2 separate regions of the Anas platyrhynchos genome follow, and region 1 is linked to region 2. A link is a contact called in public Hi-C data. All regions are on one chromosome and are shown on one strand. Each heading gives the region's core, a stretch centred on a gene start, on an enhancer-like site or on the middle of the called end of the contact. The rest is flanking DNA. Distances are from core to core; before and after follow the strand shown.

The links. Hi-C and Micro-C count contacts between places; a contact is called where the count stands out from the background.
Region 1: a contact with region 2 is called in a Hi-C map of subcutaneous adipose tissue, with 2.2 times the contacts expected there. The contact joins the promoter of TET1 here to the promoter of LOC101800344 in region 2. A contact is called at or near these places in 3 of 8 Hi-C or Micro-C datasets (liver, skeletal muscle and subcutaneous adipose tissue).

What each region holds. Positions count from the first base shown.
Region 1 is chr6:7,804,767-7,809,888 of IASCAAS_PekinDuck_T2T, reverse strand. It overlaps TET1 (tet methylcytosine dioxygenase 1), which reads left to right and starts at 3,385. Exons shown (of 12, transcript XM_072040354.1): 1 at 3,385-4,458. It overlaps SLC25A16 (solute carrier family 25 member 16), which reads right to left. Exons shown (of 9, transcript XM_005009124.6): 3 at 3,256-3,389; 4 at 1,433-1,496.
Region 2 is chr6:7,656,774-7,662,520 of IASCAAS_PekinDuck_T2T, reverse strand. It overlaps LOC101800344 (nucleolar RNA helicase 2), which reads left to right and starts at 1,880. Exons shown (of 15, transcript XM_027460760.3): 1 at 1,880-2,075; 2 at 2,632-2,895; 3 at 4,109-4,184; 4 at 4,883-5,061. The coding sequence starts at 1,971. It overlaps STOX1 (storkhead box 1), which reads left to right. Exons shown (of 4, transcript XM_038181359.2): 4 at 886-2,075. The coding sequence ends at 925. It overlaps LOC140002868 (a long non-coding RNA gene), which reads right to left and starts at 1,554. Exons shown (of 3, transcript XR_011810438.1): 1 at 1,415-1,554.

The DNA of each region.
Region 1 (5,122 bases), core at 2,136-4,635, 150 kb before region 2:
AATACAAACCCTCCCCTCTTATCTAATATTAATGCAACCTAATAAACAAATATTAGAACTCCCCAAATGTCACACTACTACCGTACTTGTGTGTTACATTCATTTCACTACACACCTAAGTCCAGCTCATCTACTCAGTTTTGGGGTTCTCAATACCAGACTATTGAGGATATTGTACTTAAATGCACCACACCAAGCATTTCATTTGATCAGGGTTTCCAGATATATCCTCTGTATATTCATCATATTTCTGTTACTCTAACTACACAAAACAATTAACCACAAGGGTGCTTAAAGCTATGTCAGATACTATTAATTTATCTACACAAAGAATTTCAGCATGTCCAACACTGGCAGAATTAACCAATTATTCAAAGTTTTTTACAGTGTCTCACAAGTCAGGTCCCTGGTCTCTGACAAGACTCCTGAAAAAAACTAATAATAACGAATTTTGGGGAAAAATATTTTTAATGCAGTTAAAGACAGAAAAGAAAATATATATATTTCCACTTCTTTTACACAAAAAGCCAACCAAGTTCTAGAACATATCTTTTCCTTTTCTCAGATGGCATGCAAAACCAAAATACTTTCATAAAGTCTTCCTAGTTTAACTGAAGTTAGCATAACTCATCCTTTTTTCCAAAAAAAAAAAAAGAAAAAAAAAAGAAAAAAAAGAAACTACATATGAATACATTGCAACTAGTTAAGGACTGTCAATAGACTGTATTAAGCCTCTTTTACAATGTAAAAACACACACGAAAAAACACCTCGATTAAAAATCTGTCCACTATTACTTACCTTACCCTGTTTTTTTTCTTAGCTACCTTTGGCTGAATGACCAGCAAGAGAAAAATGGACTTGTATAACCATATTATATACTGGCAGTTAAAAGTGGTTATTTTTCCTACTGTTATTGCACTAATTGATAGCTAATTATTTTTAATGTTCACATATATGATGTAAGGGTATTATGACAATCCTACACTGCATGTTGAACATATAAACATTTCTGGGAAATCCAAAGAATCCACCCATTTAAGCAGCTGCATTTCCCTCTATTTCTCCAGGCTTATTTTCAACCTAGTAGCAATGGCAGACAGGCTGATGAGCCAATTCTACAAAAACCTGCATCTTTACTCTTCATCCTGATGAGATTGCATTTTTCATTATTCAGAAGCTGTAAGGAAAACCATAAAACCTGTGCTTTACAGCCTAGCACAGAATTCAGTGTTGGAACAAATATATTTTAAAGAATACTCTTAGTCAAACAGTTTTCAACCAGGCAACTATTAGTTACCATAACCATTTACATATATTTTTGCTTAATACAAATTTGCAGGAGTTTGACCTGGGAACACACTAAATCATCCTCTAATCAGATACTAGCTTTTCAGCAAAAAGGATGTCTGAAACCCAAGTACAAAACCATACCTGCCATGGATCCAGCCATTAACCGATGCACATGCCCTGAAATCCCAAGGTGCTTCTTTATTACCTACAAAATAAGGAACATTTACAATAGTTGTATATAGAAAATACAAGGAAATACATCACACCATTTACTGGCACATTAATGCAAACCCTGTAGCTGTTTATAAGAAGTTTACAACCTTACAAATTCAAACCAGACCACTAATTACTGTTAAAGTAGTTTTTTGAAATTTTATGTTGGTACCAATTTCTTATTAAAAACACCCAAGTATTAAAATACTTCTAACAAGGCAGAATGATTAGTTGAACTTATTTGTACTATTTACTCTGGACACTAGATTGTTTATTTAGTTATCTTTAATCCAGTTCAAACAAGGCAAACTGAATACTACCTCTTTCGCATGACAGTACAAAGGACAGTGAGCAAAATTGGAAAGTTACACATTTGAACGAGAACTTCCTAAATTACATTAAGTCCTTCAAGGAAGTTAGAAAACAATTTTCGGACTTATGTCAAAGAACTAAGCAGTTTTAAGAAGCAGTTTTTCCTACGAAGAATCATTCATGGGATTATTTCATATATTCACAGAAACACAGAGTTGTCTAGGTTGGAAGAGACCTCAAGATCATCAAGTCCTAACACTGACCTAACACTAACAAGTCCTCCACTAAACCATATCACTAAGTTCAACACCTAAACGTCTTTTAAAGACCTCTATTATTCCTGTGGAGGTCCTTCTATGGGATTGTTTCCCCCTCCTTTTACACACTGCTCCAAACTATCTTGAATGTTTGTCGTCAAATAATAGATAAAAGAAACTGCTATGACGTTAAATGGTTTCTTGAAATGTGTGGATTCACAAATCATTTCATTATAAAGCACGGCATGTGCTCTTTTGTTCAACACAATATAAAACAAGCATAGCGTTTTGATCAACAGCATTTACAATTACACCACAAAAAAAAAGAACATATGAAGCTCATTACAGTTAGTTCTTTGTGTGAGCCTTCTGAAACTTCCTCTTCTGGGAGGGAAGTCACAATTTGAATCTTGCTGTCTTCAGTGAAAATCCTGCAATTTACTTCACTGGGTACTAAATCTGACCTTTCAACTATGAAATTCCTCATTGCTAACAGTAAAATTATATTTTTCACCATGTATACATGGTTAAAAACATAGTCCTGCTAACATCTGATTTCTAAAACATGCTGTGGAGATTTATTATGAAAGACTAAATGCATAAGAGTCGAAAGGAATACACAAATCACACAGGCCCCCTGAAATATGCACCTTCTCTTCCAGGTCATTTTTATCTACAGCCTGACACTGACAGTCATTTCTCAGGTCAAACGTAAGAGTAATATAGCCAGACAGATTTTCAAGTTCAAGTTATTCCATACATCGGGTACTAAGAATTCCAATGCAGTATAATAAAGAACAGAAAGGTTATGTTTTGTATTTTGTTCCTACTTTCTTCACAAAGGTATATTTTTAGCAAAATAACTAGCAGAAGACTTTAATGACCTTTATATGTGTGTGTGTGTGTGTGTGTGTGTGTAAAAACACACACAATCAACAATACAAAGCAACAAGAATTGTTTGGAATTTTTCCTTAAGCAGCACTGCAAACAGTTTCACTGTTGCTTTGAAATTTTTAATGGGTAGATTTGGATAAAATTAAGCAACCTTATGAAAGATGTGCAGATTAACCAGTAAGAAACAAAAGTTTCAGTGTTAGTTTTGATCACTTAAAAATCTGTATTCATTGCAGCCAGATAAAAAGAAAAAAAAAATAAAAGAAGAGAAAAATAAATTCAGCTACCTTTTTATATTGGTCAAATGCCATAAATTGAATTGCTCCATATGGAAAGATTCTAATCATCATTGCCCCGTTTCCTTTATACAACCCAAGGTAACCTTCCTTTTTGGGGACAGCACACAACGTAGAAAACACTCCTGCCACAATGCAAAAAGAGGTATTTAACAATTACACTGGGGAAAAAAAAAAAAAAGAAAAAGTTTCAAGCAAGTAAAATAGGACAGTATGCATAGAAGTAAAGTCCAACCATGTTGCTCCTTTAACTATGGAAAACCCACTTTTAATGCCAAAATATTGCCAGAAGGAAGAGGTTTAAGGTTAAGTTTTTACCAATTTTCTCACCTCCTATATTCAGTGAATCTCCTTCTGCATTCACATATTTCAAGCCTCATGCTTGCCTGGACTGCCACCAATCCTACTGCAAATGACAATAGCTACCCACAAAAGCTAAGACTAGCAACTGAAGGAAATAAACCTGTTGAGTTGCATTTCAGTCAATTTAAAAGTCAATTAACAATAACAACAAAAAACCTTACAACAAATCTAAAATAATGGGCAAACAACCTATTGTTGTCACATGCTAAATTAGAGATTAAATGCCATTACTGAGGAAATGAAGTAAACAAGTTTAAGACTCCCATTACTTCAACATTTTACACTTCCTGTCTCAAAGAAGAAGCAATCCTACTCCCTTTTGATGGGTGGCAAATAATGCAAGATCACATAAAGTTAGGGCAAAACCAACAGCTTTAGGAGAAGCATATTGTTAGCTATAAACGACTGCTATCAAGTTGATTTTTTTTCTTTTAAATAAAGGAATAAACCATAACAGTTGAACAATTTCCACATGCAACTACTTAAGAAGAGGTAAACCTGAGAAAAGCTTCCACCTCTACCTTACTTGAAGGCAGAAAAAAAAATGATAAACTTCCATTTAAAATTTAAACAAATGTTAATTAGCTTCTGGGGTTCTAAGAATACAATAGTGTATCTGTTTTTAAGAGGTTGCACCTACTACGTGCCTCTGAGAAAATATTTACACCATGACTAGAATTTCTCTCTACCCTGCAATGCTGAGTTACTGTTTTTTATTTCTTTCAATACACGCTCTGAGATCCAGCTGTCATGAACTCCACAGAGCAGGGACAGTAAAAACACTTAGTGAGGACTGCGATGAACCCACCCACTGGATCTCTGCACATACAGGTATTCTATCCATATAATTATCTTTTTTGCCTACACGTAACAAGGACACGCATTCAAGTCAGACACGTTTCTAACAATCAAAATCATATTTAACTCTAAGTGGGGAAGAATACAAAACTTAACTATGTGTAGTCTTAATTCTACCTTATCTAGTGCCAACTATGGCACAGTACAAAGTAATAATTTAAAATATTAGTCAAACCAATTATTTCAGCCTTCCGTTGTTAAAGTGAAGATTTGAATGCGTACTTATGTGATTGCATTACCAAGCTGCCACATGCCTCGTGTTTCCCTTTTTCATACATCAAAGTTAATATATATCTGTTGAATTTTGTTGCAAGATTTATTTTTCAAGCCTTGAAAACATGATCATTATTCTTTAAGTTACAAATTTTGAAGTTTCATTTCATGTAATGTTAACTAACTCGATTATTTTTTTCTGGACACACACCCGAACTTCTGGACGTAAGTTAGGACATGTATTTCAAGGCCAAATGACAAAATATGTCTAACATTATGCACGAGAGGGCACTGTTACAGCCGCACACCGAACGGTTCTGAACATGCTGACAATTCTGAGATGACTCTCTCACCATGATGTAACACAGATGCCGAATGCAGATCGCCAGCACCTTTTGCGAAGCACCAGCCCACTTTTATTCTC
Region 2 (5,747 bases), core at 631-3,130:
AATGCTGCAGTTTATATTTTGCTTTCATGAGACAAGAAATTATTATGAGCTCTGCTTTGCACAAGGAGATGTAGACAAGTGCAGAAATGTTATGAAACATGGTAATGAATAAACTCAATATGGTCCTGTTAACAATGTTGCTCAGCTTGCATTGATCTTACCATGTAATATTAACAATGTTGCCATAGTTCTCCCGCTTGTAGACAAAGAATAAAAAGTGTTTTATAAAGGTGTTCAATCATAATTTAAAGTACAAAGTATCATCAGAATTGCTCACAACAGAATGGAGAACGTGACCACCACCTGACCTAGAGGTTTCTCTTCCCTTCATAAGTAGGTAACTTTTTCAGGTGGATTTTTGAAAATTCATTAATAAAACAAACAAGTATGAAAAAATATTTCACATAGTTGCATGTGGGTAAGACTTGCAAAACTGTTAACTAAAGAGACAGGAACATAAAATGAAAAGCTGTGAGGAAAAAAAATCATATCAATTTTTAATAGCATCATATGTTCTTAAGACCTTAAATGACTGGTATTTAAGTACAATTAAACCACCCAAGTTCTCATTAGAGATTTACTGTCACCTTGAGAAACCTGTACACAAAGGAATAAATCACATACTACCATTTTTAAGGAAATTCTGCTCAAGTGTTTTTTTTTTCTCTCCCTTCTTAAGCAGCTTTTTGGCTGTACACTCTCTCAGGCAGAATTTTGGTGTGTTATTTGGACATGGACACTTGAAGCCTCTTGGTTGTTCTTCAGCAAAAAGTGTTTAAAGGGTCATTCTGATTGTATCGATGCCACCTGAGGCACCAGAAGCAAAGCCAATTCAGGTTATTTTTAGAGTATGAGGTCTGACATCTAATAATTCTGTTGTTTTAGATGGACTGAAAAGAAGATGAAGCTTCCTGCCAAATTCTAAAAGAATAACAATGCTAAAAGGAGGACAGAGTGGGAGGACAGTCACCAAAAAATTCCTTGCTTCAGCTAACTGTGGTCATGAATGTTTGATTAGTTTTTTAATGAGCTATGTAAACTTTTTTCTTTGTAACAATGCAACCGTACTGTAGCTATGACTGGTCACAGTGTGAGGCTGCTTCTAAATCAGAGCTGTTTGTTAGAAGTGTGGAGATCTAATGCACATTTCTGTGGCTCTCACCTCTAGTTTTTGCATCCCTGTGTCTAATAAAAGTGAGGACTGATGCACTTCCCTCAGATCCCTTTGTTAATCTGGAAAGGGTATGTGTTGCGCTAACAGGACTACACCACTTGTGCAGGAATGTTTGATGCTCTAATTCCTAAGTGTTTATTTAACTTTTACTTTTTGTGTGGAAAACCAGACCCAGGGGCAGGCTCCAGGCTCCCTCTCCCCTGTCAGCAAACACCGCAAAGGAACCAGCTGGGCACGCACCTTGTTACCACAAACTCTGCATGAATCCTGGGGCTTCCTCACTGTTTTGGGGAGAAATCACGGCAGTGCTGCTAGGCTCGCTTGTGCGTGGCTCTGTGTGGCGCACAGGACTCGGTCTTTGAGGCTCCTTCGGGTTTCTTCCCGTAGCTAAAGGCAGGCTGCGCTGCTTTCAGCCTGCGCGGTCTTTTACCGACCTTAAGCCCCCAGGAGATTCATTCTGAGGCAATATCCCTGCCTGCGAGGAGGGTCACAACCCCTCTAACCCGCTGGGCGCCCTGCGTTTTTTATTTTTTTATTTTTTTCCTCTCACGCAATTCGCTCCCCCCCCCGGCGGCGAGGGGCGGTGCAGGGGCACCCCCAAAATGGCGGCCGCCGCCTCACGACCGAGGCTGAGGCGGGCGGGGGCTGCCGCGAGGCACGCCGGGAGTTGTAGTCCGCGGGGCGGGGCGGCAGGCGATTGGCTGCGGCGGGCCGGGGCGGCGGGCGGCTTCCGGGGCGGGGCTCGTTCCTGTCACGGCGGCGGCGAGGAGCGGCGGCGGCGAGGAGCGGAGCGGCGATGCCCGAGGCCACCCGGCTGTGCGCGGGCAGCGGGGCGGAGGCGGGCTCCGACAGCCCCATGGAGAGCGAGGCGGCCACGGCCAACGGCCGGCGGCGGCGCAAGGTACCGGGGGCACCGGGGAGCGGCTCCGGGGAGCGGCTCCGGGGGGTTTCGCGATCGTTGCGGCCGGGCTGAGCCTTCCCCGCCCCTCAGGGGTCCGCTGGCGGCCGCCTCAGGCCGGGCCTCGCCGCCGCGCTGCGGTTCCGGGCCCGGCCCCGCGCTGCCCTGCACCGGGCCGGCCACGTGCGTGGCGGCGTGGCCTCGGCCAGGCCCCCCGGAGGCCTCGCGGCCGCCCCGCAGCCCGGCCACAACGCCCCCGCCGCGCCACCGGGGCTGGGCCCGGCTGGAGAGGCCCCTCCAGGGGGCTCCCGGCTCCTCCCGAGCCCCCCCTCCCGGTCCCAGCGCCGCGTGTGCCGCCGTCGGGAAGCCGGCTCCCGGCGGCACATGCGCGGAGGGGGCGGGATTTGGGGTTTTTTCTTCTTCAGGGGAGGGTTTAGGGGAGTTACGTGAGCCCCCGGTGGCGAGCCGGCTCTTGTCAGGCGTTTCTCCGTGCTGCCTCGGTGCCCCGTGGCTGGGCGAGGCGCGGGTTGGTGCTGACGGGCGTGTTGTTCCCCAGAAGGAGAAGAAAGAGAAGAAAGCCAAGCGGCGCGACAAGGCTCCGAAGAGGAAATCGCAGACGGATGAGAGCGAGCAGTCGGAGGATGAGCTCGATCCGCCCAAAGTCAAGAAAGCAAAGAGCAGAGAGAAGCAAAACGGTGATGCCAGAGGAGAGAGCCCGGAGAATGCCAGGTTATCTTCCCTCACCCTTAAGGCTGCCCGCAAAAAGCAGCCCAGTAATTCCAGCGAAACATCAAGTGGGGACTGTGACAGCGACCAAGAGCAGGTAAAAGTAATAACTGGCTTATTAACAGTTATCAGGGTAGCTTTCAACTCCTGTGCTATGACAAGGTTAAATTGAGAACATGTTTTTTCTCTTTTTTTTCCTTTTCTCCTTCCCTCTCAATCAATGGGAACTCTGCTGTAAATTTTCAGGCTGCTTGGTCTGCCATCGCTGTCGATTATTTGCGAAAGTTCTAAATTCTGAAAGCGTTGAGGTTCTAGATCACCATGGTTTCCTACCTTCAACAGTCCAGTGCTGTTGTAGCTGTTGGCAGCCGTTGGTGAGCTGCAGCAAGAGGGTACTTTAATGGGATTCAGCATCGTTGGATGTGACTGTAATGGCCAGAAATACATTTTAATTGACTTATTTTTGATAGAGTGGATATTTGTTGGGTGAAGTAACATTTCTTTTTTTAGCTGGTTTAAAAATAAGGGCTATATGTTAATTTCTTTCTACCTTATCTTGCTAAATGGCGCTTTGTAAGGTGATGTTTCTTAGTGTAATAAAGTATATCATAGGACCAATTCTGTAAGTATTTTTAAGCCTTCCTGTGGTTTATTATGTCTTTTTAAAATTGCTTGACATAGTTCACTGTGTTTTTTTGTTGTTGTTGTTGGGGGAAATATTGTCATTCCTAGGATTTGTTTTTAAGTCTATTTAGTCACGTTATTTATTGTTGCTTGCGTTTTTTGTGGTGATTGACACTTTGCAAAGCACCCAGCATTGCCATGGGTAGTTTTTTTTAGCACACTTATCGTTTTAGTCAACGTGCTGCTACGGTGTAAATTGAAGTGATGCACTAGTAAGTGGGTGAATTTAATGATCAATGTGTTGCTCTTTTGGGGATCAATTTGTGTACGTGTAAATTACTGTGCTGTGTTAGGAAGTAGGGAGTTGGCTAGCAAGCCATATCAATCTACTCTGTCAGTAATTGCTTAAAATATAATCTTAAAATGTATTTAAAAGCTATTAGAGTTCATTTATATATTTTCCATTATTATACCGTTATATTTGAAACTGCCTTAATTTAAATTACAGACCACTTTCGTCTAACTGAAAGATGGTAGTGAGCAAGTAAAACAAAGAAGGCTGTGATATAGTTATGGAAAAACTGACCTTTGTCTATGACACCAGTGTGCATGCCCATATCCTAAACTTTCTGAAGGTCATCTGATCCTCACATGTAAAATTACTTGATTTCTTGTTTACCCAACAGGAGATGACTGAAGAGCAGAAGGAGGGTGCTTTCTCTAATTTCCCTATTTCCAAAGGGACTGTTGAGCTTCTTCAAGGTAAGTTTCTTGGCATGATGTGGTCACAGGAAGTAAATTATCTGTCATGTTTTTGCACTTAATATGCTCAGTGAGCTTTGGGGTGGGCTTTAATTGTGTGTATGCCAGCACCGATGTTACATGCAAAGTGTATTGAACGCCAACTTTAAATACATTTTTGAGCACAGAGAAGTCTGTGTTCAGTTTTGCCTGGTTCAGCCATTACAATGGAACTTGAAATAACAGATAAAAGCTCAAAAAATTGAGAAATTTTCGGTTAAAAGTTATATCATTGCAAGTAAAAGAAATTCAGATGTATTTAGCATCTCTGACATGAGTTGTATGACTTAATATGAGGTTGAGAGAAGAATTGATTTTGACTAGCATTTTATTTGAAGGTAAGAGATTTTTTGTAGCCAGGAGGGGGGAGTGTTACGTAAATAAAATCATGATGTTTAAAGACTTCTATTATAGGCTCGTAACTTCTTCTTCTGTCCTAGCTAGCTCTCTCTGGCGGTATGAAGCAGGGGAGAGTAAGAGAGGCAGTCTCAGGGTGCTCGTTAAAAATGGCTTTGTGGTTACATGAAGCAGTGGTGGTGATGATGAAGTCCTGACTTACTGTAGAGTTGTGGGATATTCTGCTTGGGGTGACCTCTGAAATGCACGTGAGAAGACTTTAAATATGATTGTGCTAAGGAAGTCTGTTCGCATTGTCACAGCTCGAGGAGTGACGTACCTGTTCCCCGTGCAAGTGAAGACCTTCCACCCAGTGTTTTCTGGCAAAGATGTAATTGCTCAAGCACGAACTGGAACAGGGAAGACATTCTCTTTTGCTATTCCCTTAATTGAAAAGCTTCAGGCAGACTCGCAGGAAAAAAGAAGAGGCCGTGCACCAAAGGTAACTTAGTTAGAATGCTGGTTTTGCTGTTGTCTAACATTGAGTGATTCACAGAGTTAGCCCCCTGGAAAAGTTCTTCACATTTGTGCAGGGATAAGCTAGCTCACATTCTTTGCAAGCTTTGAAAGCTTCTTTGAAAGTTATATTCACTGGGGCTTTGTCTGCATCCTGTGATGCCTCATGCCCTCTGATTGAGATTAAAGAGCACGGTAGCTCTATCCTCTCAACAATTGCTTTTTCTGCTTACAGGGAGAAAAAACTAGAGGGGTTCAATGTGTCTTTAGGTAGTCTTGGCCAGCCATCTTACCTGTTTGGCCCCACTGGTCACTGGATGATTGTTTTTTCTCCCAAGTTAGAACAAAATAACGACTCTCTTGATTGATAATAGCTGTCTGCTTACGCATGTTTTTTTAAGCACATAAACAGCAGGAGATTTAAAAAATAGACAAAATTTTTAAGTAGGACCACCACCACCAAATGTTAAACGTCCTGCTCCAGAGAATGCAGATTGATTATGCGCTGTCTGCTTTCTTCTCAGAAATACATTTATTTTACCAAAAATCTTATGATACCTTCCAAAACTAGAAAGGCCAATGCCTCGTCATTCATAGTGGAATTTTTTTGTCACCCATCTCACAGGCTACCTGAAAGTTATTCCAAAACTAATTCTCGCTGTTTTATCTGCA